Linked DNA regions of Mus musculus: all the other regions are linked to region 6. Evidence: chromatin contacts called from public promoter capture Hi-C data. All regions are on one chromosome and are shown on one strand. The core of a region is the stretch at or near the end of the contact, and the rest is flanking DNA. Distances in the headings are between cores, read along the strand shown.

Evidence for each region. Promoter capture Hi-C pulls out the DNA fragments that hold promoters and counts their contacts.
Region 1: a contact with region 6 is called in a promoter capture Hi-C map of pre-B cells, with 5 times the contacts expected there. The contact joins the promoter of Yars2 here to the promoter of Cep20 in region 6. A contact is called at or near these places in 9 of 39 promoter capture datasets (the 3T3-L1 cell line, 3T3-L1-derived adipocytes, the C10 cell line and 6 more), 1 of 115 datasets of contacts at active chromatin or transcription factors (large pre-B cells) and 2 of 9 other capture datasets (adipose tissue and pancreatic islet).
Region 2: a promoter capture Hi-C map of pre-B cells shows a contact between it and region 6, with 4 times the contacts expected there. The contact joins the promoter of Spidr here to the promoter of Cep20 in region 6. A contact is called at or near these places in 7 of 39 promoter capture datasets (the 3T3-L1 cell line, the C10 cell line, cranial neural crest and 3 more) and 1 of 115 datasets of contacts at active chromatin or transcription factors (astrocytes).
Region 3: a promoter capture Hi-C map of pre-B cells shows a contact between it and region 6, with 4 times the contacts expected there. The contact joins the promoter of Ube2v2 here to the promoter of Cep20 in region 6. A contact is called at or near these places in 8 of 39 promoter capture datasets (the C10 cell line, cranial neural crest, hematopoietic stem and progenitor cells and 4 more), 1 of 484 Hi-C or Micro-C datasets (CD4 T cells) and 2 of 115 datasets of contacts at active chromatin or transcription factors (embryonic stem cells and extraembryonic endoderm stem cells).
Region 4: a promoter capture Hi-C map of pre-B cells shows a contact between it and region 6, with 4 times the contacts expected there. The contact joins the promoter of Ercc4 here to the promoter of Cep20 in region 6. A contact is called at or near these places in 4 of 39 promoter capture datasets (the C10 cell line, embryonic stem cells, liver and 1 more), 2 of 484 Hi-C or Micro-C datasets (both in CD4 T cells), 1 of 115 datasets of contacts at active chromatin or transcription factors (thymic regulatory T cells) and 2 of 9 other capture datasets (embryonic stem cells and liver).
Region 5: a contact with region 6 is called in a promoter capture Hi-C map of pre-B cells, with 5 times the contacts expected there. The contact joins the promoter of Prkdc here to the promoter of Cep20 in region 6. A contact is called at or near these places in 7 of 39 promoter capture datasets (the C10 cell line, cranial neural crest, embryonic stem cells and 4 more), 2 of 484 Hi-C or Micro-C datasets (CD4 T cells and uterus), 5 of 115 datasets of contacts at active chromatin or transcription factors (astrocytes, embryonic forebrain, embryonic stem cells and 1 more) and 2 of 9 other capture datasets (adipose tissue and liver).
Region 7: a promoter capture Hi-C map of liver shows a contact between it and region 6, with 4 times the contacts expected there. The contact joins the promoter of Cebpd here to the promoter of Cep20 in region 6. A contact is called at or near these places in 7 of 39 promoter capture datasets (the 3T3-L1 cell line, cranial neural crest, hippocampal neurons and 3 more) and 1 of 115 datasets of contacts at active chromatin or transcription factors (astrocytes).

The regions. Positions count from the first base shown.
Region 1 is chr16:16,301,022-16,304,353 of GRCm38.p6, forward strand. It overlaps Yars2 (tyrosyl-tRNA synthetase 2 (mitochondrial)), which reads left to right and starts at 1,944. Exons shown (of 5, transcript NM_198246.2): 1 at 1,944-2,726. The coding sequence starts at 1,963.
Region 2 is chr16:16,145,037-16,148,667 of GRCm38.p6, forward strand. Spidr (scaffolding protein involved in DNA repair) reads right to left here and starts at 1,815. Exons shown (of 20, transcript NM_146068.4): 1 at 1,709-1,815. The coding sequence starts at 1,741.
Region 3 is chr16:15,592,823-15,596,112 of GRCm38.p6, forward strand. It overlaps Ube2v2 (ubiquitin-conjugating enzyme E2 variant 2), which reads right to left and starts at 1,696. Exons shown (of 4, transcript NM_023585.4): 1 at 1,638-1,696. The coding sequence starts at 1,653.
Region 4 is chr16:13,107,824-13,111,465 of GRCm38.p6, forward strand. It overlaps Ercc4 (excision repair cross-complementing rodent repair deficiency, complementation group 4), which reads left to right and starts at 1,913. Exons shown (of 11, transcript NM_015769.2): 1 at 1,913-2,318. The coding sequence starts at 2,112.
Region 5 is chr16:15,636,230-15,639,836 of GRCm38.p6, forward strand. Prkdc (protein kinase, DNA activated, catalytic polypeptide) reads left to right here and starts at 1,637. Exons shown (of 86, transcript NM_011159.2): 1 at 1,637-1,813. The coding sequence starts at 1,660. It overlaps Mcm4 (minichromosome maintenance complex component 4), which reads right to left and starts at 1,171. Exons shown (of 16, transcript NM_008565.3): 1 at 882-1,171; 2 at 392-553; 3 at 1-120. The coding sequence starts at 951.
Region 6 is chr16:14,315,590-14,319,145 of GRCm38.p6, forward strand. Cep20 (centrosomal protein 20) reads right to left here and starts at 1,743. Exons shown (of 5, transcript NM_025345.2): 1 at 1,705-1,743. The coding sequence starts at 1,732.
Region 7 is chr16:15,885,425-15,888,787 of GRCm38.p6, forward strand. Cebpd (CCAAT/enhancer binding protein (C/EBP), delta) reads left to right here and starts at 1,862. Exons shown (of 1, transcript NM_007679.4): 1 at 1,862-3,363. The coding sequence starts at 1,901. The coding sequence ends at 2,707.

The sequences.
Region 1 (3,332 bases), core at 694-3,193, 2.0 Mb after region 6:
CAAATACCTTAGTATTAGGACATGGAAAGATCTGTAGCTAATGGTCTGGGGATGGGTCAGGATCCTCTTTCAGGAACGTGAGTGTTGTTTGTCTTCTGCATATGACTCTTAGTCAAAAGGCTTGCCCAAAGTGTGGATTTCTCTCCAAGAGCATTCCATATTTAAAGATTAGCCGGTAATAAAGTGAAACAGCCTACCTCCTTGTTTCAGTTTGGAAGACTATGGAAGGAAATCTCAGCTCCTGACTTCCTCTGGGATACTGAATGACTCTTGTCTGGCCTGAGCTTTCTATTGCCGTGATAAAACAATATGACCAATGGCCTGGGAAGAAAAGCGTTTATTTCACTTTACAGCTTATAATTCGTCATTCAGGGAAGTCAGGGCAAGGACTCTAGTCAGAAAGACTCCTGAAGGAACTAAAGCCGAAGTCATGAAGGAGTGCTACATACTGGCTTATTCCACATTGTTTGATCAGCCTGATTTCTTTTAGCACCCAGGACCACCAAGGGTGGTGTTTCTTTTGGGACCCTGGGACAAGAGACTCAGGTGCATATTTTACATATGAAAACAGATCTGGCTTCCAGGTTCTCTCAGCATCCCTAAGTCTCTACCTGGCATACCCTATCCCCAACCCTGTACATTCCAGCCCAGGGGATGGGCTGCCCTTCCCTCAGACGCTCTTTGCTATACAATCTACACATTTTGCTCTCTCTCTCTCTCTCTCTCTCTCTCTCTCTCTCTCTCTCTCTCTCCCCACCCCCTGCCACAAGCCCTTTCTCCCCCCCCCCATGGCGACCCCCCCTGGCCTCAATTCTAGGGGGACAGTAAATCTGCTTTATAATCTAATCTGGTTTGAATTGGCTCATTTTACCGGAGAAAGGACCTATCAAGAGGCACCACCCACAGTGAGCTGGTCCCTTCCACATCAATCACTGATCACCACTGGCTTGTTCATAGGCCACATTGGTTGAGGGCATTTTCTCAGTTTAAGTACCTCAATGACTCTAACTTTGTCAACTTGGCATAAAACTAGCCAGCACACCTCTACTGCAACTTACTCCTGGCTCAATTGTTCTCTGTCTCCCTCCATAACCCCTACTTCTCTCACAATGGTAGGTGATGGCCACAAATGGCACATTCTCAATAATGCTACTCCACATAAATCAGGGAGTTTTGAAAGTATGGCCCACGTCTACTCATATATGGAAATGTCAGAATAAATTCATTATTTTGTACAATTTGTGTACGCTAATTAAAATGTTTAAAGAAAATTAGTCAGAATCTACAATGGGACTTGGGGGCTGGCTCACCTGCCATACAATTGCAAATGAGAGTCCTCATCCTGGTGAGAGGATTCCTAAAAGCACCTAATATGTTATGACTTTGAATGACTCCAGTTTTTGTTATACTAAACACAGGGAGTTCTTTCCTGTTTTGACTTTCCTCTTGCTAGGAGGAGACTGCCACCTTCAGGACACCCACTAATGACGTGTGTGTGTGTGTGTGTGTGTGTGTGTGTGTGTGCGCGCGCCTGCCTGCCTGCCTGTACTGTGACGAGGCTCTCATTAACTGGGGAAACTGGTACAAAGAAATTTCGTCTCCACTCCACTCCGAGTTCTTTCTACAGGTCCAAGACTTATGGGACTTGAGCATCACAGCTTTTGCATGATCATTTAAACGACAGTAAACATTTGTCGAGCGCTTACTACACCGCCAAGTGCTTTCACCACAGCTGTGAGACAGGAAGTACTATCACGACATCCTCACTGAGAAAACGGGAATGAAATGATAGAGGAACAGCGGGGGCCGCAAGACGGAACTCAGTCGGTCCACATTCCAGGACTGCCTACAGCACCAAAGCCTAACAGGCCTCCCGCTACGCCCGAGCATGCGTAGAGAGACACCGAGGCGCCCGCGGTCGCAGGGCGACAGAGGTCCAGCATGCCTTGCGTGTCCCGCAAGATGGCGGCGCCCATGCTGAGGCGCCTGTGCCGCGTTCCGCAGTCCCTGGTCTGGCTACGAGGGTCGCGTGCGGTGCGCCCGGGCGCGCGGGGAATGCTGGTGGCACCGAGGGCCCGCGGCTTGTTCAAGGAGTTCTTCCCCGAGAGCGGCACGAAGACAGAGCTCCCCGAACTCTTTGACCGCCGCAGGGCGGGCTCGTCCCCCCAGACGGTGTACTGCGGCTTCGACCCCACGGGCGACTCGCTCCACGTGGGGCACCTGCTAACTCTGTTGGGGCTCTTCCACTTCCAGCGAGCCGGCCACAACGTGATCGCGCTCGTGGGAGGCTCCACGGCCCTCCTGGGGGACCCCAGCGGCCGGACCAAGGGGCGCGAGGCGCTGAGCGCCGAGTGCGTGCGGGCCAACGCGCACGCCCTGCGGCGAGGGCTCGAGGCCCTGGCGGCCAACCACGCGCGCCTCTTCGCGGACGGCCGGCCCTGGGGCTCTTTCACGGTGCTGGACAACGCGGCCTGGTTCCAGGAGCAGCACCTGGTGGATTTCCTGGCCACGGTGGGCGGCCACTTCCGCATGGGCACTCTGCTGAGCCGGCTGAGCGTGCAGTCGCGTCTCAAGAGCCCCGAGGGCATGAGCTTGGCGGAGTTCTTTTACCAGGTGCTCCAGGCCTATGACTTCTACTACCTTTTCCAGCACTATGGATGCCGGGTCCAACTGGGCGGATCAGATCAGTTGGGCAACATCATGTCTGGCTACGAGTTCATCCACAAGTAAGCTGGAATTGTTAGAGCCTACGGAAACCCGGGGACGAGTATACAGAAGTAGTGTGTTATTCGTTAGGAAGATTGTAAGTTAGAGCTGGGAGTTAGAGCTGCTGGAAGCAGACCGATATTCAAGATTTGGATTGTGTCTGTTTTCCCTAAGTCGCCTTTAGTTTCTTTAGAAATTGTTATTTATCCTGAAAATAATTGGACTTCTGTTTAGAACCGTGTGCACTAATTTAGCTTTTCGCCTCCATAAAGATTTTCACAGCGTTTTCTTTTTTTAAAGATTGATTTATTTATGTATGAGTGCTCCATCTCTATGTAACACCTGCATGCCAGAAGAGGGCACCAAATTCTTATATTATATCCCACATGGTTGCTGGGAATTGAACCCAGGATCTCTGGAAGAACCACTGAGCCACCTCTCCAGTCCTCACAGTTTTCTTGAGGAACATAGATTATATGGCTGGTTCGTGTGCTACACGACAAAACTCATTTAAAAATATTAAAAGCCACCTTCTAAATGTACCTCCTGGTATCCTTTCGCCCAACTTTGTCATTTTTCTACCTGATCCTTCAAAAATCAAGTCCTGTTGACCTGCTCAGGTGCAT
Region 2 (3,631 bases), core at 565-3,064, 1.8 Mb after region 6:
CCTCAGTGAATTTGGGAGAAGACTTCTCTGGAGAAGTCTTGGGAGAAGCTACAACCATAAGCTTAAACTACAGTCAGAATCCTGATAGCAATACTTGTGGAAAGCTGCTTCACTTTTGAGACAATCTTTACATAACAGTTAAGTAACACAACTACTGAAAAGAAAAGCTATTGGAAACTAATAAAATGAAGAGGGCAGAAAGAAATAACAAAAACAACAGATTTCTAAGTTAGGAAAAATTGCTAGGGCCCTGATAAGCTAAACAAATGGTTTCATAACACACTGTAATTTCTTTATGCTGTAGTGACAGCTAAAAATCGCAGTCCAGGGCAAACTCTTAAAGTTGTGAAAAGGCGCCGGGCATGGTGGCGCATGCCTTTAATCCCAGCACTTGGGAGGCAGAGGCAGGCGGATTTTTGAGTTCTAGGCCAGCCTGGTCTACAAAGTGAGTTCCAGGTCAGCCAGGGCTATACAGAGAAACCCTGTCTCAAAAAACCAAAAAAAAAAAAAAAAAAAAAAAGAAGAAGAAGAAGAAGAAGAAGAAGAAAGAAAGAAAGAAAAGAAAAGAAAAGAAAAGAAAAGAAAAGAAAAGAAAAGAAAAGAAAAGAAAAGAAAAGAAAAGAAAAGAAAAGAAGCCGGGCGTGGTGGCGCACGCCTTTAATCCCAGAACTCGGGAGGCAGAGGCAGGAGGATTTCTGAGTTCAAGGCCAGCCTGGTCTACACAGAGAAACCTTGTCTCGAAAAAAAAAAAAAAAAAAAAGTTGTTGAGAATAGGCACAAAGTCAAAATTTGGAGCTGGGCAGTTAGGAGAAGTGAATGAGCAGCTATAAGAGTGAATCAGGACTTTAGGGACGCTTAAATAAATGTATACAGTTAGCAAGGGTATCGAGGGCTGCAAGAACTAATTTATGTTAGATGTAGAAATGTTTTAATTCCTTGATTTTTTCATCTTTTAGTCTTCCTGAAATTTAAATTAGTCTTTTAAATCATAAGTTATACGTGCTTTTACTCTCTAAATAAGTTACAAAGTTCACAGTGTCATCTTTCAAGGCTATCTGAGAAATAAGTACGAATGGTAGTGTTAAGGGAGTTTAGCATTTAGTGAAAGGAAGAGCAGGTGAGGGAATGAAGCACCGTTTGCTGTTCTAAATTTTGAGTATTATGAAATAATCATCTGTAAGTGAGGAACTTTGAAAAGGCAAAATATGATCCAAGAGAAACACAATGTCGGAGAAATGTAGAGGATCGCTTAAATTTCATCCATGTAACAGTTCCTACAACAGTGCCTACAGTATACAGGGACTGCGGGAGACACGGGAGAAGCACGCCTCTCAGAAAGTTTAGGCGGGAAAGCAAAGTGTAGCAAAAGATGCCTGGGACAGAAGAGATACTCCAATACCCACTACTGTCTTGGTGTGTTAAGCAACAAAATAAAACGGAGGCAAATGAACTGCCAGACGCCAGCTCACACTCACTCCGAATCAATTCGTCCTCCCTGTCAGCCACCCACCCGCTTGGTTCCCAGGACCATTCAGCAGACCTGGGCAGAGGCAGAGCGAGGGAACCCTGCCTAGACCGACCGCCACCAACGGGCTCGTGCCGGTCAGACTGGGCGCACCAGCTCCCTTCACCGGACCAGGGACAGGCACGAGAAGCCCACAGAGGTTACACGCCCGCCCTCTGCTTTCATAGCAACAGCACAGCGTACCTTGGACGTGCCGGGGCGGCGGGCTCCAGACATCTCCTACGTGCACAGTCTTCCTGCTCGCCGCCCCATCCGGAAGCCGCCCATCACGCGCCCCGCCCCCTTCCCTCTGGCGACGCCCCTTCCCGCGCCCCGCCCCCTTTCCTCCGGAGACGCCCCTTCCCGCGCCCCGCCCCTTGCGAAAGCCGTCGTCTCAAGTTCCACGGGCTCAAACTGAGGGAGCTGCTGTCTAGGCTCTTCCTCTCGCTCTTTAGGGAGCCTGAGAGCTGATCTACAGGTCATCCTCTCTCCTAGCTAAGCAAAGCCTTAGAGCAGTAACCAGTGATGTGTTAGAATAGCGGGTCACCAAGAAGCACACTAGGCCCAGGCAGTTCAACGTGAAGAGGTTTTATTGAGAGGGAGAGATAAGGGAGTGGCAGAGAGAGAAGAGAAGAGAGCGAGGAGGGGGTGTTCTCCTTATTTATATGGAAAATGATGTAACACAAGTAAGGGTGGGAGGTGAGCCAAGTGAGTTCTGGGATATGGTGGTCGTTGGCTTGGCAGCCGTAAACTAGAATTCAATAATTATTGTTAATTAGTAATAAAACATAAGTAAGCCAGGAAAAGGAATAGTACTTCTCTAACTAATGAGGAATTCTTAAATATAAAATTCATAAATATCAAGAGCAAAGATTTCCTATTTAAAAAAAAAAACTATAGGAACACTAGTTGGATTTGTTATAAAGTAGGTTTCACATACTATAGATCTGGGAAAAGCCAGAGAGCTTACATTCTTAAATTTCTAGATGCTGGTTCAGGGAACATTTTAATGTGGAAGATGAAGCCGTTCCTTGGATGTTTTAAAGCGCTAGGACATAGTTGTCTATGTATGTTCAAACCAGCAGGACAGAGAGCTGCTACTTGAGTGGAAACTGGATTAACAGGGTTTCTAGTGTCGAAAAAAACACTAAATAAGTCCTTGTCAAGAATGTGTTTGCATGGGACTTAAGTAGAAACTAGATTAGCGGAGGCATATTCTATAAAGATATATATTGAAGAAAATATTAAATAAACTATATTGTTGAAAACTTGGAGTGGACAATGGAAAGGATTCTCAGAAAGTTGTATTTACAGATGTGTACAGAAGAGGAGCTTAGAGCCTGGGTGGTGACTTTATTCTCTAACTGAAAGATAGGCAGAGTGGGAAACAAGGCCCTTAATGAATTAAAAATACTACTGCAAGTGGAGCAGTTTTTGATATGCCATTCTGCAAAGGGGGACTACAGCATAGGAGAAAAAAGGACAAAATGACTGGCTTACTGACGTAACACAAGACAGTGGGGTTTTCTGTCTGCTTTGGGTTTCTGTTTGTTTCTTCCACTGGTTAGCTTGTTTGTTTGTGTTTGTTGAGACAGGGTCTCTCACTACTTAGCCCTGACTATCCTAGAACTTACAGTGTAGACCAGGCTAGCCTCAACTCAGAGATTTTCCTGTCTCTGCCTCCTGAGTGCTGAGATTACTGCTGTGCACTACCGCACATGGCAAAATAATATTTGTTTTGTTGTTGTTTGTTTGTTTTTAAAGTCCGAGTTGCAAAAAAAAAAAAAAATCCTGCCCTTCTTTTCCCATGGGCTGATATTTTAGAGAATTACAATTTTCCCAAATTCCCAAAAGTAGTGAATTCAAGGCTGTCTTAGGCTACGTGAAAGGAAACACCAAGTTTAGTTTTCTCTTGGAATAGTTTTCTTAGTCTTTCTAGAATATGTGGTTTTGCTATTGGTTTGTAGTCCTTCTGCAGCACTAATACAATGCTAGCTTGTCACTTCCTCTTATAACTCTCACCTTCCCTGAATATTTCTATCCAAACTTTTATAGATATAGATGTGAGGTCTACTGGAGTGTTCCAGGAATGCCTGCTGAAGTATATAGGTTCTTGTGTCCTACTGC
Region 3 (3,290 bases), core at 446-2,945, 1.3 Mb after region 6:
AAGAAGGAATTCTCAATCTAATTTGAATTATTATCCTCCAAACTTTTTCCAGTTAGAGTTCAAGGTCAGCCTGGCTACATGGGACACTGACTCAAAAATAAATAAATAAGCTCCATTTTCTAAGATGTATTTTAATTATACCAAAGTTCCCATTTCCTTGGTCTAAAACCAGTGAAAATAACAAACAGGATACAGATATCTAATATGCAATACATGGGCAAATAATCCAACGCTTAGAGTACACATTCAATTGCCAAAAACCAAAGTTTGATAAAAAGTATGGACCACTCATTTTATCTAATTACTGCTCTTTTCAAAATACTTAACATTCTTTCATATGAGTAGTGTTAAATATGTTCCAAAAAACAAATGCTGACTGGAGAGATGGCTCAGCTGCTAAGAACACTGGTTGCTCTCCCAGAGGTCCTGAGTTCAATCCCCAGCAATCACAAGGTGGCTCACAGCCATCTGTAATGGAACCCAATGCCCTCTTCTAGTGTGTCTGAAGACAGCTACAGTGTACTCATATATATATAATAAATATTTTTAAAAAGAACAAATGCAATCACAAATTGACATTTTTCATATTACAATACACCATTTTATTAGTTTAATTTTAAGGTAGTGAGCACAACTCTTTAAAAAACATGGCACTAATAAGCACATATATTTCAAATAAGAAGTAAAGAGATTAAGGGTTATAACATTAAAAGATCACTTTTAAAATGAGCTTTGGTCTTGGACAGCTCTGATCTGACCACTGATGTATTTTCCAGAGGTAGAACTGCTAAAGATTTTATTGTCTATGGCACTCATACACATAAAGGTAAGATTTAAACAATATGAAAAATGTATATGAAGGCATTACCTTGAAATGTTAACAATCACAACATGCACTCAACCTCTTCCATTTCTACAACCTAGATTCAATAAGAACTAGAAAAAAAAATAAATCTTATGAATCATCATTTTTAAATGCTAAAACTCAACACTTTTAAACTGTTTTAATTTTTTTTGTCACCAAATTTCTAAACCCTGTTGGCATTTAAATTTCAAGTTTCTGCTCAAAGGCAACCGAACATTGTAGACAAGAGTAGAACACCTATCTAAGGTACCAACTGTCCTGCAATTAGCTTTCGTCTGGCTCAGTGTACTGTAGTTTTTCACTTAATTGAAAAAAAAAAAGAAGAAGAAGAAGAAGAAGAACACGCATTCGGCCACCTAAGTAAAATCGTCGCCCTCTTATTCCAGACAGCAGCCACCCTCCGGTTAGTCCTATCCTCCCGCACGTGTCTGTCTGGTGGACTCCCAGCCTAGATCCCCGGCTCCATCCAGGATGCCTCTCCGCCGTAGCCCCGTTGATGGGCAATGCCACCGCCACCGCGGGCCGCTCCAGCGCACTCCACCCTCGGCTCCGCTGCGGCGCCCAGATCTGCCGGTCCTCCCGCAGGGCCGCCGCGGGCGGTGGGCGCGCAGGCTCCCCGTCACCGCGAGCTCTGACACGCGCGTCCCGACCTCCCTACCGCCCGCCCCACCCCCTGCCCCTCGCGGGGCCCTCCGCACTGCGCACCCGCAGTCCCGCGCGGCCCGCCGGACAGAAAGCAGCGGGAGCGCGGCAGACCCGGCTAGGAACCGACCTGTGGAGACCGCCATCTTCTCCTGCTACCAGACGCACCACCGCACGCAGGGCGTCAACGTCACTTCCGGCAGCGCGTTGCTCTCCGTCATAGAGGGACCGATAGTGGGGATAGTGGGGACTGTATCAGGTTCCTGTTCCTGGCAAGCTTTGCCCCTGATGGTCTCTGGAACTGTTGGTTCATCGGTTGTCCTAATCAAAACACACACATAAAACTGGGTTGGGAGACTAAGGCAGCATGAGCTTAAAAAGTCTTTAAAAGATCTGAGATCTCCAATAGTGTCAGTGTGTCCAAGGGAAATTTTCCCTATGACTCCTCTTATTAAATATTGAAATAATGTCTAAACAAACGCTAACAGTTACATCACGAGCCGGGCGTGGTGGCGCACGCCTTTAATCCCAGCACTCGGGAGGCAGAGGCAGGCGGATTTCTGAGTTCGAGGCCAGCCTGGTCTACAAAGTGAGTTCCAGGACAGCCAGAGCTATAAAGAGAAACCCTGTCTCGAAAAACAAAGTTACATCACACCAAACCTGTTATTAATAATCAAGGTAAAACATGGGAATTCACAATTGTGTTGGGGAAAAAAAAAAAAAACTATTCCAAAAGGTTGGGCTGTGTTAGTGCAGGCTACGTTTAGGCTGTAGTTTTGCTCTGATGACACCAGAACCAAAAGTCCATCAGTAAAGAAAGCCACAGAAGAAACTCAAGCAAAACCGTGAAGCAAAAAGGGATGGAGAAAAGCAGCTTACCACCTTGCTTCTGAGAAGGCTAGGCTGACTCCATGACAGACTTCAAATTGACAGTTAAGGAGACTGGGCCTAAGAACTGGGAAAGTCCAGGCAAGCCCAGGCAAGTCAATTACTAATAGAAAAAAACCCAGGCTCCAGCCTTCATGCCCGATAATGGTTCTAGGATGCCTAGAGATAGAGTAAGATAAAACTCATCTTCCCCAGAATTCCAATGTGCTTTAAAGCAAGCATGCACACTCACTTAGTTGTCTCTCTGTTTTGGCAATGGGAGACTCCAACACGCTGGACTTCTGCAAAATAAAGCACTCTCTGAGTATACATACTATTTGAGTCCCAGGTGTCATTCTTCGGTGAATCATGGACCTTTACATTTCTATCTTACGTTCACCTACCTTATTTGGAGGAGTAAGCCCATGTACCTAAAGATGGTATACCCATACCCAACTGGATTCTCCTACAACAATTAGTGACTAAGAAAGTTCCCCCAGGTTTTTCTTTTCAGACATGCCCACAGGTTATTCTGACTAAGGCAAGTCTTAAATTGAGATTTCCTCTTTCCATTTGTGTCAAGTTCACAACAAAGATTATCTAATACAAGTCCATTCCAAGTGCATCATTGTTAATATTCCTTTCTTGTTTGTGCCCAAGATGTCATAAATACTAAAATATTAAATACAGTACAACTTTAGAATTCCCAGTCTTTAAAAATTCCAACCCTCTAAGTCTCTTTAAAATATCCAAAGTCAGGTTCAATAAATACCACACACAAGCAAATATTATAGGCTACTCACAATGCTATTGGTTATCCTTGACAACCTAACTGTAAGACTATATTGCTGAAGACATCACATACTTATGCAACTGAACATGAAAAAAATTCAGTTGGGGGCTGGTGAGATGGCTC
Region 4 (3,642 bases), core at 663-3,162, 1.2 Mb before region 6:
TGTTTGTTTGGATAAGCGGAGAACTTCATCTTCAAAGTTCAGTGTGGTCAAAATAAGAAAAGCGTGTACATCCCTTTCCCATTATTGCTGCAACAAAGCACCATAAACACAGAGGTTTAAAATAACAAAAATGCAACGTCCCCCAACAGTGGGTTGTTGGGGGTGGCTGGGATACGTCTTGGCTTCCCAAGGGAGAACGCAGGAGTTCCTCAGCTCCTCAACGCTCTGTTCCTGGCACTTTCTACCTCATTCTGACCTTAGTTTCTCCTTCACAGTCCCCTTTGAAGCTAAGTCCCCTGCCTCTCCTTTGCCCCTAAGCACATCTTTATGATTATATTGGGCATACCTGGATAAGTCAATATCATTTCTCCATCTCAAGAGTTTAGCTCAATGACATCTGTGAAGTCTCCTTTGCCATGAAAAATAATAGGTTCTGGGAATTCAATCTTTGGGTTGCATTATTCTGCCTGCCACAACCTGGGAGGAATCACCCACACACCCACACACCCACCTCTGAATGTGTGCTGAGTAACTACTTACTGTACCCTGAACCAACGCTAAGAAACATACCATCCAGCTCTGTGGCCTTGCCTGATTATATAACCGGCTTGTTGAACTGCAGGCATTATCTCCTGGCTCCCAGACATGCTGCGCGGAAAGCGTCTGCAGGCATCTCTGTCCACTTCAGGAAGATGCAGAAATTATTAGATGCTCTTTTAACTGTGACTAGACAGAAGGAAAACGCTGGAAGAAGCAGAGGAGAGAGAGAAAACAAATCCACTTGCAGCGGCTGATGTGAAGGGAGATTGGTAAACGGGAAGGCAATGTAATGAAGGTCGAGCAAACTCAAATAAATGTGTCCTTTTTCTCCCACTAATCGTCCATTCGAGAAACGTACCTTGAGGGTTTGAGTGAACTTCTGTATGAACTAAGCTAGTGAAATGCTATGTTGCGTGCTGGTGGGAGGAGTGGGAGCCAACTAAACGTTCTCCAGTAACTAGACAAGTATATGCCTCCACATTACAGAAAACCCAGCCACATAAAGGACAGAGATTTAGGGAAAATTTGTGACGGAACTCAGGATCTACCACTAAGTTACATCCTAACACCCTTTATATTTGTGCTGGAGGTCTCCATCTCTAGCTCAGGCTGGCCTTGAATTTACTTCAACAAGTGAGATAGCCTGTCCCACCTGGAGAAACCAAAAATCTGGTTTCGAATCTTGGTTGTTTATTATTTCATATAATTAAGCAGGCAAGCAGCCGCACAAACTGAGCAGCGGCAGAGGGTAGGGGGCACGCAAAAGTATGTTGTTAACCATGGTTATTCCTGAGTAATGGAACAATCCTATTTTGCCTTCATTTGTATTTCGTATGGGCTGAAAATAAAGGGGAATGGAGAATTCTGAGAGAGAATGCCTCCTAGATTGCTTACCTGGAGGTTTTTTTAGGTAGTTACAAACACGACCCAAGATGTCCCTCTAGTGGAAGGAACGCGGCTGCAACTGGCACCTGATGGAGGCTTTGTAAAATAACTTACTGAGTTCAAGACCTTTGCAAACAAGAGACTGAAACTCATAAGGTATTGTGCTTATTAAAAATTTTCAAGGCGGGGAGGGGGAGGAATACTTGCAAAAGTAGAGACAAAACCCTCACACTAGGAAAACGATGTCGATTCTGGATGCACTTGGAATACTGACAGCAACATTCTGAACTGTCGGTATTGGAGGATTACGCGGATTAGACTTCTCTGTTTGCATTTTGTTAGTTTATGCCTAGGTCTAGAGAGCCAAAGGATGGGGAACCTAAACACACGCGCGCGCACGCGCGCTAACGCTTTCTGCGCCTCTCGGCTGAGTTCGGGTAGACCTGCCCTGGGCTCGGGCACATTCCGGCCACACTTGTCCCCGCCTCGATTCCTTTTCGGCTACAATCGGTTGGCTCTCTTGAACTCGGCTCCCTTCGGCTACATCCGGCCTCTCTCAGTCGGCCATTGCAGTTACATCTGTTCTGCGCTCCTTCGGCCCTGGCGTCTCTCCCTGCGTTCGGCCAGCGTTCGGCTGGACTCGGCTCTTTCCGTCAGCGTGCGGCCGCGGTCCCGGAAGGGCGCCCATGGAGCCAGGCCTGTCGGGCGAACGGCGGAGTATGGCGCCGCTGTTGGAGTACGAGAGGCAGCAGGTGCTGGAACTGCTCGACAGCGACGGGCTGGTGGTGTGTGCCCGCGGACTCGGCACCGACCGGCTCCTCTACCATTTCCTGCGGCTTCACTGCCACCCGGCCTGCCTGGTGCTGGTGCTCAACACGCAGCCGGCCGAGGAGGTGCGACTGCGGGATGGGTAGACCCAAGGGTTTGGGGGACATCCGATGCGAGATCGGCGCGGTAGGAACGCGGAGCTGTACGGTTGCAGGGACTCCGAGCCCATGCAGATCTTAAACAGGGCACGAAAGGGAATGAATTAAGATCCCAGGGGGGAGATGCGGGGCACCTACACAGTTCCAAGTCGCTGCGAAGGAGGGAAGGGAACCCCAGGGAAATTGAAGTGGCTGCCACGACAAGGGAGGGCATTGAGTGAGGGTCCTGGAAGGAGATCCTGGACTCTGACACTGCGGGATGACTGCCAAGTATAGAATGCATCCCAAGAAAGTCTTGGGTTCCTCTATTGACATGGGAGAGCATTGAATACAGGGCCCAGACACAGTTTGAGGACACTGAGAATACGGGTCCCACACACTCCTTAACACTGAAAAGGAGAGGGGCGAGTAGGCTACACATTGAGGTAGAGTAGTGGATTGAATTGCACTGCAAAGGAGAGACGGTATCAGAATCTGGGTAGGAATAGTGTTTGAGTTTGAAGTTGGATATAAGGGTGTTTGGAGGACAGAGTGTGGTCCCTAAAAGGACAATGACGAGGATGATAGGGTCTCTGAGAGTTATTACTTTCTAGTAGAAAAGGAGACCTTGAGACTTAACAAAAGAAGAGGGATTAGGGAAATGGGGGTGGGGGTGCAGAAGTTAAAGCTAAGGGAGCGATCAATCTGGGTTACAGAGAACAGGTGATCCTGAGGACAGTGGAATGAGACATGCCTTGCTGCGGATGTTGAGAGATGTGGACATAGCCTAGCATGATGAATCTGATGATCCCCTAGGTGTAGTGGCCAGGAAGAAAATGTCAGCTGAGAAGAGTCACTAACAACTCCTTTAAAGGCTGAGGCCCTGTTGGATTCCCCAGGAATCTACAGTGCTTGGCATGGTACTTTGTGCAATGTAAGATGCCCAGAAAAGTGGCATTAGACTGAGAGACTAATGGGCCATTGGACCTATGGACATTCTGGCATCTCTCTAGGAAGTATCAATACTGATCTAACAGTCTAAAGTGTTGTCTGCAGAGAGGAATCCCTTGTCTCAAAACCCGACTTTGGCTGGAAGTAGTTTCTAGGTAGTAGAAAACTTTTTTTAAAGATTTTTTTTAATAATTTATTTATTTATTATATGTAAGTACATTGTAGCTGTCTTCAGACATTCCAGAAGAGGGAGTCAGATCTCATTATGGATGGTTGTGAGCCACCATGTGGTTGCTGGGATTTGAACTCAGGATCTTCGGAAGAGTAGAAAACTTTTAACCCAAAGTTTTAAAAGGTTCTG
Region 5 (3,607 bases), core at 387-2,886, 1.3 Mb after region 6:
CCAGATCTGGCCTCTGCCTTACAGGTGTGCCTCTCACCCCACTTCTTGGGGTTCCTTCCACTCGCGAGCTGGGAGTGCCATATGTCAATGGTGAACTAACATCAAAGTCCAAAGGAATAGCTATAAAGACAAGATATTTAGCTTTACCATGAAATCCCCATAAGCACATCAAATCCCAATTCCGGAATGCTGTTTGACAATTTAAACAGAATACTTTACTGCAATCTTTCATACCCCAATTGTAGTTCTACTATAAAGTATGCTTTCTTTGCTCACTAGGTCCTAAAATGTACCAACTCTGCTTCTCTCCTCAGGTGTTTCAGTGAAGAATCTATCAGTACACACAGAATAATAGCAACTGGTAAACCAGCAAAACCGACGGCTGACCCACCTAAAGAATGCATCTGAGGAGGGCTGGAAAACAAGGCATTCTGTGCAGGTGGGCTCTGCAGGTCGGCTCCTGGTGAGGTGGGCATTGGCAGTAGCTCTCCGGTGGAAGAATCTTCGCCTCTACGTCTCCGATTGGGTGACGACCTGCTTTCCTCACTTCGAACTTCCGTCATACAAAACAAAAAAGACGATCAACGCTCAAGCTTAGTCTTCCAGGAAGTGCCTTAGGGTAGTCATATTACTTAAACAAGAACACCCCCCCCCCAAAACCCTCAAACTGGAACAGAGGGACAAGGTGTAGGAAAAGGTGGGTCAACTGAACTGACCACGCCAGACTGCCTGGAGACGAGAGCCCAGTATGTGGGTGACAGAGGCTACTATATGCTCAAGGCCTGTCAACCACACACCAGGCTCGAAGGACTCAGGACTTTCCACAGTGCTGCGGGAAGAGACACGAGGCGGAAAGGGGGCAGATGAAGGAGGGAACTCACGGGACTGGGTTGGGGTGACTCGTCCGCGTCGGCTGCTGCGGCGGCTCGGGGTGGATGCCGGGGACGACATGGTGCTGTGGTTGCTGCGCGACAAAAGAAATCTGGCTCTCAGTTGTCCCGCTCCGGGACCTCTCGTACCTCGGATCCGGGTTAGTTGCAAACGCGCACAAAACGGCGAGTCAGGGTTCTGCGCCACCCAGGAGAACGTTCCTGGGCCCGCAGGGTGAAGCGATTCCCGCCAGCCGCTCTGTCGTCACAGCGACCGAAGACGCCTGGCCAATCAAAGAGGCAAGCGCGCGTAGCTCCGCCTCCGGAAAGCGCCGTAAGTGAACTCTGAGAAAAGGTTTCCGGCCAATCACAGCGGCAAAGGCGTGTAGCTCCGCCTCCGGAAGGCGCCACTGCAAGCCGGAGGGGGAGTTCTCGACCGCTACCTAGGAATTACAGCCTAGATTCACTTGCACGCCCCTCGCCTTGGATGGGCCAGCCTGCAGCGGGATTGCGTTTTGGCGGGAAACCCGGGGCCGGCACAACTCCCTTGTGTGTTTACATTTGCGTTGTCCCGAGTGCAAACACCAATCTGTGATATCTCCGCATGGTTAGACTGGTTCTGTCCCTTTGCATTCCGATGTGTACATGTTAAACGCTACAGATCTGCAGGCCGGTGCGCGTCTTCACCCCCCCACCCCCGCGAGAGTATAAGGGAGCAGTTCCGGCTGGGCCTTCAGGGAAGAGCTGGCTAGAGTGCTGAGACGCGCATGCGCGAAGCGGTGCCGGCGTGATGGCGGAGGAGGGAACCGGCGTACGGTGTTGGCTACTGCAGCTGCAGGAGTTCCTGTCCGCAGCAGACCGCTGCAGTGCTGCCGGGGCCAGTTACCAGCTGATTCGTAGTCTGGGGCAGGAGTGCGTGCTGAGCACTAGCTCTGCAGTGCAGGGTGGGTAAGGTCCCTAGACGCAGGGCTCAGCGTTTCTCTCCGTGGTGCGTGTAGTCAACGTCCCGTAAAGTTTATGGAATTGGTAGATGTGTATACTGCTCTCTTCCTAGTATCTGAGGAAGATGCTTTAAAACAGGTGTTGGAAAATGACCACCAAGTTTGGTAGTCATTTTTATCCAAAGTTGGATGAGAGTGCAAGATGGAAGTATTTTCTTCCAGAATAAACTCGCTTGAACTCAATAGGACCTTGACAAAAATCCTTTTTTCGTTGCACCATGTTTTCAGAATAATTGCAAAAATTAATGAAAGTCATGCAATTCTGTAGACATTTTTATTTTTTAGGTTAGGTATTTCCTATCTTGGGCTATAGCCCAAGATAGTCTGGAATTTACTATGTATGTAGAACAAGCCTTCAAATACTGGGGTTATAGATGTGAGGTACCACACGTGCCTTGCTCTTTTTAACCATTTAGTAATTGATGTGTTAAAATAGAGGCTCGAATCTGAACACAGCACACTGGGCCAAAAACAGTTCCACGTGTAAGAGGTTTGGAGGGGGTGGCAGAAAGAGAAGGCGCAGAGAGAGAGAGAGTGAGAGAGGGAGGGACATTCCCTTTATTTATATGGAAAATGACAACACAGGTAAAGGTGGGAGGTGAGCCAAGTGGATATTCTGGGAATATGGTGCCTGATGTCTTGGCAACAGGTCTGCTGGCCTTGCTGTCGCCTATGTGATGTCATAGGTTTGGGAGGTCCTGATGCCAACATACCTCCCTTGTTATAATAAAGAGAAGGAAAGAAAAAGGGAGGGGAAAGCCATGGTGAAAAGGGAGCAAGGGTGTTGTGTCTCTTAAGCTGCTTCCTGTTGTCTAGGGTGTCAATTTTGGGGGGTAGCTGGTTTTCACCATCGGGATCGACTTGGTAAACGTTCACATCAGGTTCCTCTGTGGACAGCAGCTCTTCTGTGGGCAGCAGCTGGCAATACTGTAACAGGAGCTGATTAATATTTGGTTAGGAATTTTTTGTATTTCTCATTGAAGGAATGTAGAAACAAGATTAATGAGGCAGGGAGCAAATAACACCAGGAAGATGACTAGGAAAGGTGCTTATCCCAGCACTCGGGAGGCAGAGGCAGGCGGATTTCTGAGTTCAAGGCCAGCCTGGTCTACAAAGTGAGTTCCAGGACAGCCAGGGCTACACAGAGAAACCCTGTCTCAAAAAATAAAAACAAAAAACCCAAAACAACAACAAAAGACAAAAACAAAAAATGAAAGGGAGCATCCACTTCCATATAGGATTTTCAAAAATCCCAGAACTGGAGGCCTCACGGTCCCTGAAGTTCTCTATGTCTGACTGTAGCTCCTGGGTTTTATTTCTCACTGTCCTGGATTGGTTGATGTAGAAACAGCATTTTTCTTGAAGGAACAGGCAAAGACCACCTTATTTAGCTGTCAGGACATCTAGCCCCCATCAGTTCTGAAGCACCCCAGCTGCCAAAGAATCGACCAACAACTCCTGTCTCCCACCTGGAATCCCATGGGTCTTGTATGCAGAAAAAGAGTGTCTTGTGTTGATAGAAGAAATGATTGGTCTGTGATCCTAGCATATGTATTTGACAAAACCAATATGGGCAGCCCCCATATTGTCTGGCCATTTTCTACAATAATCTTTTATGTGGTAAAAGAGAAAGCAAGTATAGAAATCATTATATTTAGATGGGATAACAGATGACAGCAATTTGGATAGGTTCCTAGCATCCGGCTACGGAGGAGTTTCCTGACCCTATTTGGAAAG
Region 6 (3,556 bases), core at 493-2,992:
GCCACGTGATCGAGGATAGCCACTCTTAGACTTTTCACTTTTCTTCTCTTTTATTTCTAAAGCACTCCTTCAACCTTTCTACAGGTGTCAACCAATTATACTCTGAAACAGGTCCATAAAAGGACAGCTTTATCTTAAGATCATAACACAATCCCCGTTCTCTAGTTCCATCTTTGGAAATTAAGGGAAAGAGTCTTTTCTACTGGCAAGCATCCTGTCCCAGTTACTCTGAAGTACACACAGTACAGCCTCAAACTTTGCAGAAAACGCAAAGTAATGAGCTGGATTTGGGAAACGCAGCATGTCCTTCATACTTGGTGGCAGATTCCTAAACCATGCCTCAGCTGCCTTCTCCGAGGTAATGAACTCTACTTCTCAGAGAAAGAGCTAGGTGAAATGGAAGAGGTTTTAGACCAGTAAAAGCCCAGAAAATGTAAGATCACTGATTAGGAACAAGTTTTTATTACTTTTCTCTCAGACACAAAGCATACCAAGAACCAGAGAACGCAGAAGAACATATATAAGGAGGTCCCCCTCAATTTGTAGGGATAACCTCTGGGCTCTTTTATCATTTTGCTACTTGTAGTCTTATGCTTACAATGCTATTATTATAAAAATGCCTTCAGGAATTGGTCTTAACCCAACTTCTTTTCCATAGACTTTATCTTGAAATCCTATGAAAAGTTTATACAATATACATGTACTATGTATACTCCCATCCCCAGAACAGCTCATTGACTCATGTGAAGTCCCTCCTGGGGACTGAGGTATGTCTGCTTTTGGAATGCTCACCAGCAGTGTCCCCAATACATATGCAGTCAATAGTTACTACATCTTAGTCTCCAAACTATTCCATTTGGTTCTCTCCAGATTTCCATTACCGTTGGCTTAGTCTCTGAATTCCTTGACACTCAGAACTAGGTTTATTCTACGGGAAGCAGAATGGCATGATTAAGCCAGTGCACCTTATGGGGTTTCCACACGAGTCGATTTCTATCTAAATTATCGTGGATGAAATATTCCAACTCTCATGTATGAAATGGACATAGCGTTGCTACACAGAATCAAGTTGGATGAGTTGTTAAGGGTCTGATAGAATCACATACTGAACCTTAACTCCAATTACAACTCAAACGTTAACTCTAATTACTATTCAGAGTTAACAGTATACACGCGTTATTGATGTCTACTCCTTGTTTTGTAGTCCTGGGGATGGAACCTGCATGCACCCTGCACACAACCAACCATTTTGGAAAACCTCTTCCGAAAAATCCTGAAGAGCCGCCAGGATGGACAACTCTGTCTCAGGTTTCTGCCAAAGGACAAGGAGGACCTAGCCATACGTTGTCGTCCGGATGGGCTAGCCGTGCAAATCATTGGGAAGTGTGTCTGTCACCAAATCGTGGCTGTGGTGTTGTCGTGGTCAGCTCGGAACGCAGGCCTTTGGGCGCTGTCTGCTCAGTAGGGTTCTAAGAGATACCCAGAGGTCCTGAGGGGACAACAGATACCAGTCCCTTCCTCCAGCTCAAAGGCTGGCCCTAACATAGCGCATGCGCAAAGGCCGCCCCTGGTGGGCCCTGCCACCCTAGAACGACCCTGGAAAAAGATGAGCCGATGTCCCGCGCGCTCTCCTTCTGTCCCATCCCTATCATATACGGAAGGTTCGACGCTTCCCGCAACCGAGCATCCCCTCAATGCACTCACCAGCTTTCAGTTCCGTAACAGTCGCCATTTTTCAACGGCTGCTGGTGCCACGCCTCTCCAGTGCGTACGCACGGCTCTCGGCGCGGCCTCCAACCAATAGGAGTATGGCTCTGCTAGACCGCGTCTGTGCCTGCGCTCCGGTGATTGGCGAGCCGCCACATGAGACTCCACCAATCAGCGACCGTGTGAGGCGGGCTACACTGCAGAAAAGCTTGGAGCCAGAGCCAAATCTGTACCCAACTGCTTTGCCTTTTGTCGCCGCCCAAGTCCTACAGGTCAAGGTGCTGATTGTTCACCTCCCCTCCCCGCACCTTGGCAGGCTTTGTGCTCAGTCCGAGTCCCAGACACAACCCAGCGTCAGAATTACCTGGAAGACTGGTTAGAACAGACTGCTCTGACCCACCCTTGGGTCTTTCTGAGGCACGGACCAAGAGTTGGTTTTTCTGTCAACTTCCAGAATGCTGTGGATGGATGCTGTTAGTCTGAGAAGTGCCACCTTAAAAATCATCTTACACGGCACCCACTCGAAAGTGAACACTAGGAAGTCTTTACACGCCTCAGGTCAATGATGCCCGTTATACAGAGGAGGAAGTTGAGTGTCTAAAGGAAGATCACTGGCAAATGGTGGAGCAGGTGATAACCTAAACCCAGGCCAGCATCTCTTCAAAGCTTGCTCTCTACACTACCGTTAACACCGAGTACATTTGGAATCCTCGAGTTGTTTGTGGAAACAGCTGATAAAAGATTAAGAAGAACAAACATGGGAATAATACATTCAAAATGTGAGGCAGTATAATGGCAGTTGACTCTCCAGGGAGTCTAAGACACTGGACCCTTAAAATTCTGGACAGCCCAATAGTGGAAGTCTATGAGTGGATGCTAGTGAGCATATTTTCGAGGAAGTAAACTGTAAGAAATAGAAAATATAGACTTTAAAAGAAATCATTGGGTGTTTGTTTGTTTTTGTCTCATCTTGTAGTCCACGCTATCTGGGCATTCACTCTGTAGCTCAGGCTGACATTGAACTAACAACAAACACTCTTTTTGCCTCATTCTCAAAGTGATGAACGCCCCTATACTGCCACAACTTGGTTTTGTTTTTAAATTTGCCTCAGGGAGATAGATGTATGTTCTTCCTAAGATTAGCTTTGTTTTGTTTTTTTTCTGAAGTGCACAGGGTGGCTTTGAATTAGCCCTCCTTTCTTTAGCCTCCCAAGTGCTGCAATGACAGGAGTACATCACCATATCAGGCTTCTGAGATATTTCTTAAAGTGGGTAGCAGTTTTAAAGTTTGAAATCCATTTAGAGGAATGGCTCAGTGAATAAAGTTCTTGCTGCATAAATTTGAAGACCTGAGTAACCTTCGAAACCTGTTCTGTAGCCTTAGAATGGTCTTACTCAGTTAGGCTTTCCTATTTTGTAAAACCATGGTGCCTGAATACTTGGTCAGTAGCTCAGGAAATTAGAAGGATTAACCAATTCTACAGGTGAACAGCACTATTGATATACTGATGAGGAATTCCAGAGGCAAAGCATTATGTGACTTAGTATTCTCACCATGCTCACCAAAAATAGATACAGAGCCGTCATCTCAAACTTTCCCTTAACCTTCTTAACCTCACTTCTTCCCTAACCTTCTGGGGTCAGAGTGGGCTCCGCCTCTATCTTGGGAGTGAGTAGGGCCGAGAATGGGGAAAGGCACAAATTAAAAGAAAGTTTCCAAGTAGATATACATGACACTGGCCCACTCATAATGCCAAGGTTATATCAACTTTTTAGAGACAAGACTTCTCTGTGCCTGGTCCCTCTTGGGGTCAGTTGGAGCTTGGGTCAGTCATGTAGGATTCCCTTA
Region 7 (3,363 bases), core at 612-3,111, 1.6 Mb after region 6:
TGAGAAGAGCTAAAAATGATGTATTTCTCACAGGAATAAGGCATGGGAAGTGTTCACATTCATCTTGAGTACATTTCATCTATAAAATTATAGATTAACTCAATTTATAGTTTAGGAAATTATTTTATATAATTAGTTTAATTTTTATGTTGAGCTTGAACACTTTCTCTATTGGTGGCTGCTTTTAGGCCTACATGGTTAAGTCATTTTGTTGCCACCCACGGTGCTAGGAAAGGTCCTTGAGATTGGCACAGTGTGTGGGAACAGTCATGAAAGGATCACAAATGACTGTCACAGGGGCTAAACTTTAACAGCTCTCAAATGTCACACTATATTCATGCTTTGTTGTTCTGTCATGTTGCCTTTCTCCATTTCTGGAAAATTGAAAAGTACGCACTGGTTGGCGGGTTTCTGAATACACAGAGCTTTCAGGTGCGGCCCAATAGTGGCCACGGTAGCCTGTCCTTCTGAGACATTCTAATTGGCCCCGCTGTCTTGTAAACACAACTTTTCATAAACGTAGTGAGTGGACCCAGGTATCAAAACAAGCATGTTGTCTCACTGAAAACAGCCTCGGAATGTGGTCTCTCTGAGGGATAAACACGTGTTCTCTAATCATGCTTCTATGGCATCCAGGGCTAAGAACCACGAACGTCTCCTAGGGTTTTCCTGTGCATGCATATCACATGTGCGCTGGCTTTAACCCCAGAGGCAATTAGTTACAATAGCAACATCATATGCCATTTATAAACATCACTGATCATTATGAAATTCCAAGGCTGTGTTTACCTTTTTTTTCCAAAAAAAGCCATTAAATATTCCACAGCCCCTCATTAGGATTTTCCTCAGGAACTGAAGGTAGGAGCTAGGCTGCTCTGTGTAAATCAGCTGATGTTTGTTGTCAGAACACCTGGTGAATCGGAATGAATTAGGGGAGGGATATGAGGGACACATCTGAATTTGGACAGATGATTTTCTTGACTTTTGCTTGAGACAGGCCATCAGGCACTTGAACTCCTGGGGTTCAACTACCCACCTAGCCTATCAGGTTTGAGTAGCTGGGGTTGAAATTTCTCTTCATCTTTTCACGAATTTTGAAGAGCTGGCAACTTAACACCTCTTTGTGAGTACTGATGTAAATCTTAGCTTTCTCTCAGCAAGCCACAATTTCAGAATAATATCCCTTTTGGGTACAATTTGCAAGAAAAAGAAACAGCAAGATGCTATGCTACCACCAGGTGGCACAGCTTTAATAACCAAGAAGAAATGCCAGAGCACCCAAGATCCGCTGTCAGGTGCGGAGAAACGCACCGCGGTTAGGGTGGCCATCACTCTTCCGTTGGCTTTGTGGTCAGCGGGGAGCCCGGTTGATCTGTCCGTCTATCAGGCTCTGTTGCTGAACCTAACCTCGACGGCAGCTGGGCCTGGGCACTCCGAGAGGTGTAGCTGGAGAGGGTTCGAATTTCAGGAGGCTCCCACTGGCTGCGCTCACTCTGGACCGCCGGAGGCTGAGGCCCGGGTCCGCGAACCACGGTTCACTAGTTCTGGTCTCGTGGCGGAGGTGCCAGGACTCGAGCTGCGGAGCCTTGATCCCTGTTCCGCCTTTGCTATGTCTGAAGGCGTCCTGCTTTGCGCGTGTCGGGGCCAAATCCAGATTTTCATTTCGCTCCAGGCTTGGACGGCTAAGTAGGTCCAAACCGCACAAACAGGAAGGAGGGAAGGCAAGGAGTGCGGGCAGAGGGCGGGTCGTTCCCAGCAGCACCCCAGTCCCTCCCCGCTCCGGTCTCCGACCCACTGGGGCCGGGGCGGGGCGTGCGCGTCAGCTGGGGCTAGAAAAGGCGGCGGTCCGGCCCGGCGAGGTGACAGCCCAACTTGGACGCCAGGTCCGGCCGACGCCGCCATGAGCGCCGCGCTTTTCAGCCTGGACAGCCCGGTGCGCGGCACACCCTGGCCCACAGAACCCGCGGCCTTCTACGAGCCAGGCAGGGTGGACAAGCCCGGCCGAGGGCCCGAGCCAGGGGATCTGGGGGAGCTGGGCTCCACGACTCCTGCCATGTACGACGACGAGAGCGCCATCGACTTCAGCGCCTACATTGACTCCATGGCCGCCGTGCCCACCCTAGAGCTGTGCCACGACGAACTCTTCGCCGACCTCTTCAACAGCAACCACAAAGCGGCCGGCGCGGGCGGCCTGGAGCTGCTGCAGGGCGGCCCTACGCGACCCCCGGGTGTGGGGTCTGTCGCTAGGGGGCCGCTCAAGCGCGAACCCGACTGGGGCGACGGCGACGCGCCGGGCTCCCTGCTGCCGGCGCAAGTGGCGGTGTGCGCGCAGACAGTGGTGAGCTTGGCGGCCGCGGCTCAGCCCACTCCACCCACTTCGCCGGAGCCTCCTCGAGGCAGCCCGGGGCCGAGCCTCGCGCCCGGCACAGTCCGAGAAAAGGGCGCGGGCAAGAGGGGTCCGGACCGCGGCAGCCCGGAGTACCGGCAGCGGCGCGAGCGCAACAACATCGCTGTGCGCAAGAGCCGCGACAAGGCCAAGCGCCGCAACCAGGAGATGCAGCAGAAGCTGGTGGAGTTGTCGGCCGAGAACGAGAAGCTGCATCAGCGCGTGGAGCAGCTCACCCGGGACCTGGCTGGCCTCCGGCAGTTCTTCAAAAAACTGCCCAGCCCGCCTTTCCTGCCGCCCACCGGCGCCGACTGCCGGTAACGCGCGGCGTGGGCCTTTGAGACTCTGAACGACCTATACCTCAGACCCCGACAGCGGGGAGCAGACGCCGCCCGAATCGCTAGTTTCTTTGGGACCTGCGAGCGACAGGAAGCTGCAGCTTGGGCACTGGACTGCGAGAGAAGCTATATTAATCTTTCCCCTTAAATTATTTTTTATAATGGTAGCATTTTCTACGTCTTATTACCATTGCAGCTAAGGTACATTTGTAGAAAAGACATTTCCGACAGACTTTTGTAGATAAGAGGAAGAGACTGCGCATGCTTTTTATATTCATTTTTACAGTATTTGTAAGAATAAAGAAGCATTTAAATCGCTGCAGCTTCCTATGTTCATTCTCTCCCGCACACAACATACTGAGACTTCACCAGGGAAAAGCAAGCACCTGGGAGCCACCCGACCAGGTGCGTTGCCCACACGGGGTAAGGAGATGGACGCGTTTCCTCGCGGTCTCTATTGCCCGCGGAAGGAACACGGGAAAGCATGACTAATTCATGTGTGTGATCCCAGAGTAGGCTGACCTGGGGCGGAGAACAGTTGGCCTAACTTTTAGGTGGTTGCCGAAGGGTGAGGGGGTGGAAGAGAGCTGGGAGTCTGAAACTTGATTCCTCGTTGCCTCTACTTTCCTCAATCTAGGG